Regions from separate parts of the Dromaius novaehollandiae genome. Here region 2 is linked to region 1. Evidence: chromatin contacts called from public Hi-C data. All regions are on one chromosome and are shown on one strand. Each heading gives the region's core, a stretch centred on a gene start, on an enhancer-like site or on the middle of the called end of the contact. The rest is flanking DNA. Distances are from core to core; before and after follow the strand shown. Region 1 holds the start of DIPK1C (divergent protein kinase domain 1C). Region 2 overlaps C2H18orf63 (chromosome 2 C18orf63 homolog).

Evidence for each region. Hi-C and Micro-C count contacts between places; a contact is called where the count stands out from the background.
Region 2: a Hi-C map of ovary shows a contact between it and region 1, with 2.5 times the contacts expected there. The contact joins the enhancer-like site here to the promoter of DIPK1C in region 1. A contact is called at or near these places in 3 of 4 Hi-C or Micro-C datasets (brain, liver and ovary).

Annotation. Positions count from the first base shown.
Region 1 is chr2:107,691,859-107,695,173 of bDroNov1.hap1, reverse strand. It overlaps DIPK1C (divergent protein kinase domain 1C), which reads right to left and starts at 1,908. Exons shown (of 4, transcript XM_064507133.1): 1 at 1,558-1,908. The coding sequence starts at 1,740.
Region 2 is chr2:107,743,425-107,746,601 of bDroNov1.hap1, reverse strand. It overlaps C2H18orf63 (chromosome 2 C18orf63 homolog), which reads left to right. Exons shown (of 15, transcript XM_064507134.1): 13 at 457-564; 14 at 2,981-3,068. The coding sequence ends at 3,037. Among named protein-coding and RNA genes, the nearest start is that of C2H18orf63, 18 kb to the left of the region's middle. Within about 2 kb of position 1,876, at least 2 of the 2 cell types and tissues checked have open chromatin away from gene starts, as enhancers often do.

The DNA.
Region 1 (3,315 bases), core at 659-3,158:
ATGCAGTGCTCAGATGATGCATAAAGAGCTATTTCGAGGGTGATGAAGAAAAGCTCCCTTTCTAATACCTCCTCTGGGACAACAATCCCTTTATATGTCATTGGGGAAAGCTGTTGCTTGCAAACCTTAACATTACTATTTCAGATTCGCCTACGCGATCAAATAAACACAGCATTTTCAACTGGTGTACTTTGGAAGAAGGTTCTGAACTGAACCTTCAGATCATGGTATAATCTTGTCACACATTGACAGAGACAAGTTTCCACTCTTGTGCCTGAAAGCTAATCCCTGCCTGGGCTTTTGAAGTTATGTCTAATGCTTTCTAAAGTGAAGTGAAGCAACATATCTGTCTTCATCTATTTACTTGTGATCCTTGTGATGGCAAGGGACTGGACTTCTTGATCTTGGTGGTTCCTTTCAGTTCCACATTTCTATGCTCCTCCTTGCAACACACGGATTCACTCTTCCTACTCTAATCCTGAACTCAGCGGTACTCAGCTTCAGAGCTAACTATTGGGGTAAAAAACGCAAATTTCACTGCTGTTTAAAATATACTGTCAAGCCTGATGGTTATAGTTACTCCTCCTTTATTATGCAGAATTTAGGGGAATTTATGGCCAGCAGTCGCTTGCTACTGTAACAGATTTTTAGTGTCCATTAGAATTCTCCCCTTTGCTTTCCACTTAAAATATCTTAATTAAACAACAAAATGAAACTCAAAAGTGTTAACCCACATTGTTCCTCTTGTCGAAGCATTGAAATTGGCCTTTACTAGATAATTCTAAACCTCTTAACATTTTTCCTTACTTTTAGGGAGATTTCAGTGAACATTCCCAAATCCCTTCCTGAATCTTGAATAACCACGTTTTAAATGCCAGCCCCTTATCAGACGTCAAGGACACACTCTAAGCCGGGCAGCATTTCTGAACGACGATTTTTGCACAAAAACCTTTTCGACTGAAGAAAATCGGGGCGGGGTGGGGGGGAGGCTTTCCATTTCGGCGCATGCAGAATGCCGAGCTACCCTTTCCGATACGGTTCAGGAGCGTGTCTGCCCACAACGCCGGGTGCGCGCTTCACCGACCTCGGGCAGCAGCTTTCGGCAGAGCTGCTCCCGAGAGTCAGCCCGCTTTCTGCATCCCGCCCCGCGAAGAGGGCAGCGTGGCTTCTGCGCTTAGCGCTGGCTTTAAAGCCCGCCGCGGGGGAGCCCCCGCCGTGCGCGGCGCCTGGGCCGCCCACCGCGGTAACGGCCGTAACGGTCGCAACGGCCGTGCGGCGGGCAGTGCCGGGCGCTCGCGCCCTCGCCGCCGCTCCCCGCGGCAGCCCCGCGGCGCGGCGCCAACCCGAGCGGGGCGAAGCCGGTCCGCAGCGCCCCGACGGCGCGGCAGCAGGCGGATACCGGCGCCCCTCGCCGCCGCCGAAGCTCGCTGCGCGTTACCCCGCGGGCGGCCTCCCGCGGCGGGGCGAGGGGCACGGCGGGCGGACGCGGAGGGCGCCGCCGGCTGCCGCGCCGCGGGGAAGGCTGCGGGCGGCGCCGCGCCGTGCCGGGGTACCTACCAGCCTCGCCAGGATCCGGCGGCTCTTCTCGTCCGTGCAGCGCTCGGAGAAGACGCTCCTGTGGACGAGAAAAAGCAAGGCGCTCACCACCATCCAGCAGGCAGCCCAGCAGAGGAAGAACACGAGGGTGCATCGCCTCCAGATTTTGAGCCGCAGCCTCTTCAAGCCGGGGATGCCCCGCATCGCCGGGCCGGGCCGGGCCGGCTGGTCGCCTCAGCCGGTGCAGCCCCGAGCGAGCGGCGGCGGGCGCCGCGCTGCTGCCCTCCTCGCGCACTTGTCCCGCTCCATGCCGGCGCCCCTCGCCGGGCGCCCCCCGCCCCGCCGCAGCCGCTCGCCCCGTGCCGGAGGGCCGGGTCCGGGGCAGCTCCCGGGGCGGCCCCGGCCCGCACGGCCCGCTCCCCCCCGCCCCCGGCCGGTGCTGTCCTTAGGGAGCCCCGAGCTCTCCTTTTGAATTTAAGCCACGTAGTTCCGCCTTCTTTTGTCTGCTCTCTCCTGTGCCAAGCGGCCCCCTGCCACCACTGATGTAGTTACTTGGCAGCTTCTGGCCCGCGGCCCCCCCTCCCCTCCCCTTTCTCCTGCAAAGTTTCGCACCCGAGAATAAAAGGGGGTTTGAAGGCTGGCGGGGGCTGCTCTGGGAACCCTCCCTCGTGTAGGTGGCTGCCTGGTACTCTGAAAGAGGCAGCCTGGAGATGGATGGCTCCTTCTAATGAAAGCGTCTCATGCTGTCAAGAGGAGACAAAAAGTTGTTTATTCTGGAGTAATTTGTGCAGTTTTATCTTCCCGGGGCTTCTGTGCCAACAGGAGGAAGAGACAGAAGCGACTCAGGCATCCATTTAGTAATGCAGAGGACTGTGTCCATCCATCTGTCCCTCCGTGAGGGGTCATCCCCAGCACCAGGCACCACATCCCTGCCCCGGGGCTGCACTGCCCATGGCAAGATCCCCCACCAAGGGCCCGCACACTCCCACAGGGATTCAGGCTGGCTCCTGCCCAGCACCACCATGTCTGGGCGCCCTAGGCAGCAGGTGGGGAAAGCCTGTGCAGTGGCTCCAGCAGGCAGCCTGAATACAACCCCAAACCAGAGCAGTGAGACAAGGGTGCTCGGGGATGATAATTTGTCTCCCTGCCCTCTGGCAGAGAGTTATTTCCATGTCCTTCCTTTCTGGGGACAGAATGGCTCCATGGGCTAGTGTGGCCTCCCTCCATCATATTTAATTTTGTTAGTGTTTCTGAGGGGTCAAAGACCATGCTGGAGATTTGATCCTGTATAGGGAGCAAGATCCTGACATCCTTTCCTCAGTCCTGGTGCAGATGTTTACTGTGTCTGGTTACGGCACTGCATTCACTCCTTTCTCCGTTGATTCCCACTCACCTCACCTCACCTCTTGGGCCAACACACAGGTTTCAGTGGGAAAATTCATATTCTAAAGTATAGCTCAATGTAATATGCATATCTGATTTGGGTTTACTATCAGATACAACAAGAAAGGAACAGATTCATTTTCTTTCTCTTGTATGGATGGTTACCTCGTGCTACTTGCAATCCTATAGCAGTAAGATAAATTGTGGTTAAAAAAACCACATGGAGGGTAAACCGCTTACTCAAAGTGAGTAAGAATAGCAGAATCTGGCCCACGGATGGAGAAGTTCAGAATAATTCAATAGACTCATTCTAATGTGCACCTTTGGTAAGCTGCTCTGGGGCACATTTTGTTAGTAAATGAATTTAATCTGATATGGGGAAGGTTCAGTGTTGGA
Region 2 (3,177 bases), core at 627-3,126, 51 kb before region 1:
TGATATCCCACAGATTGGGTCCTTGAATTAAATGTGTCGCGCTTATCACTGTTTTCACCTATAAAATGTGATTTGGTAGATAATTTCAAATTTGTGTTATGAGGGCTTCTTTTGCTATTCCATGATTAGAGTTCTTCAATTCTGTTTTAGTTCTTAAATGCCAAAGCATCTAGAAATAAAAAGCATCAGATTATTACTGTATGACAGACATGGATTAGCTGTTAGAATGACAAGACATGAAGCAATTTCTAACAGGGATAAATAAGGATATCAAGATGAAGCTTGGTTTGGGGAGCAATTAAATTATCTGTATAATTCATATTGGTGTTAAGTATTGATGGGTTGCATTGATGAGATCTGACAGACAAAATGTATTAATGAAAAAGTCAGTCATTTTAACAAGTAGAAAAATGCTGGATTTCTTCCTAATGAAGGTATGAACTTTTATACTTTAAGATTTTTACAGGGAATGATCATCTGGCACTGACCTCAAAACTGACTTACTCAATGAAGGACAGCAGCATGGAAGCATCTGTAAAGAAAGATTGTGTCAGAAGAAGGCAGGTAAAAAAACCACACAAACCCAACCCCCTCCCCCATCCCACCTCCACTGCCGCCTTTCATCTGGTCTACAGAGATTTAAATTAAGAGCTAAAAAGGCAAATACATGTTTTGTCATTTTAGTATATTCCAGTTAAAGCAGGGAAAGCAACAAAATCTTATTGACCCTGCTCTGAATAAAATTAGCATTATCCATCAGTTATGTTAAATATTATTTCAAATGTATATTTAAAATATTTGTTTTCTGCAAAAGATGGTACTGAAATGAAAAGGTTTAATGGTGTTACTTAATGTAAATATGTTTTTGAAGAGGATTTTCTGGTTCTACAGAAAAGTTTTATCCTGTCTAATGTAAATGTATCCTGGGCATTTTCTTTGGCTATATAAGTGTCTAAAGTGTATAATTGTTCCAAAATGCTAATTGTAATTCATTCCGAGTTTTTAAAATGTATATTCTCTTAATTATTTAATATATTTCAATTGCTATTACATTGCTAGAAAGGGTCAACAGCAACAATTAAATAGGCTCCTCATACCGTTCGTATTTTTACATAGTTTCTCCTGTAGATGCTGGTCTCACGCTAATAGTATGTACTTCTAAAATCCTCTTCCATTTTTTTTTTCATGATTCTTAAATATTGTTGTTATCCACCAGCGGGCTATACTTCTATTTATAAATATCAGTTCTTGAATACTTAGTAGTATCTTCTCTCTCCTTCTCCTTACAGCCACATTCTTAATACTTTTACTATCTAAAAATTAGGCAGGTTAGTGAAGAGCAGGTGCCAAGCCTCCAAAGCTCAGTATAATTATATTTTCTTACATAGATATGAATGTATTATTTGTGCCACTAGCCAACTGAAAATACTGTGTGATAACTCCATAAAATAAGCCAGAATGCAGAAAACTTGCACACACTTAACTCCCTTTTCGCCCAGGTTCCCTTGCCTTTTATGTTCCATCTCAAGCAGCCACATGACCGTTTGAGGTCTCATTACCTGTGTTCAGCATAGTGCCTTTACCTAGTCCTATGTTACAATATATAAAGTTACCTTGTCAAGCCTAGTCATTAAGTGTTGATTAAGAACTTAAGAATATGTAGCCATAGTTCAGATTCCTTGATTAGATTTGCATTTCTTAACATTAAATTTCATTTGTCATCTTTTTGTTTTGACGTTTTTAAACTCAAATAACAGACAAGTCTGTAATTTTTAATGGTAATAAAAAGTACAGTCTGTGCTATCAGTGCAGTTCAGAAAGGGCCAGGACAGCAGCCTCAAGGGCTTCCTACAGGAACACACTTATACGCTAGAGGTCAGGCCATAGCAGGGAAGAGAAGGGCTGATGTGCGAAAGACGGGCCCAGTCCCTTTGAGCTGGCCCAATCCATCCACATCTGGGAAGGGCCCTTTCATGGAGCTATGACAGAGCCACTAGTTACTGACTCAGCATTGTAGATGCTGCAGCGGTAGAGTCACGAGTCAGTATTACAAAAAAGGAAAAAAAAAAGCAATTAAAATCCTGTAAGTATAAAAATTCCAACTTCTGGGGTTTGACTACTAAAGACAAGAGTTCCACTATAATACGCGTTAGGTGCTAAAGTCCCTTGCCTGCCACTGGGAATGACAAACATCAGCCGTGCTAGGGCTTGTGAGCATGGAGCTAGCTCCACAACCTGGGCAGCCTGAGCCAGCAGGGAGCTTGTAGCTGGGCTGGTTGCACGGCTGGGCTGGGGAAGTGGTACTGTCCTGCCCTAGTCATGAGTCACAAGCACCCTGTGCCACTTCTCCCTCTCGGGGAGAAGCTGTGAGTGCCACCGGTACCAGCCTGAACCCTGGGAGCTGCTGTTGGGAAGTGGCAGGAGGCAGCAAGTCCTCCTCGTCTCCCTGCCATGCTCCCAGCATGGCATTGCCACCGCTGGAGCCAAGTGCCATGGATGCACGGCTCTGCAGAAGCTGGACTCAGCTGGAGTCTCAGGAATAGGAGTACTTGCCTAATGACTGGCTAGGGATGGGTTCACGAATGCTCTTTCATCTAGCTCCTCCTCTTTCCAAAATAAAATATAATGGTGCTGAATCCTGCTGTTTGTCATGGGGATACTAGTTAACACTTCTGTGAAAACTGAGCCTTCATCATTATCTCAAGTTTGGACACCAAAATTGATCAATGTTTCTGGAAGTCTTGGCTGCCAGTACTTATAAGGGTATTTTCAAAATAGTTTTGGTTTTAATTATGTACCCATTGCACATATAATCCCACTTTAAAAAGTATTTACATTGATTAATGTAAGTGTTTATTTTCCATTTCTGATACCTTTCAACTAAGCATTTCACTCAAAAAAAATTTCTTAGTTGAGCTGTTAGCTTAGTGTTACTACTTTGTTTGCTTTACTCTTTTTTTGTTGTTGTTTCTTGTTACAGAAAGAAGGCGGCTCTTCAAAGTTAAATAAAGCCAAAAGAAGTAAGCCTTCTGTTTAGGATGTTGTGGATTACTGAAGGAAAACTCTGGGTATGCTCATTACAAATTTGAAAGGGTTTTTTTCTCTTTATTAAAATCATATTACATGTTTATAATAGCTTCTTCTGTTATAATGGATTATGATCATCCTATCAACTAT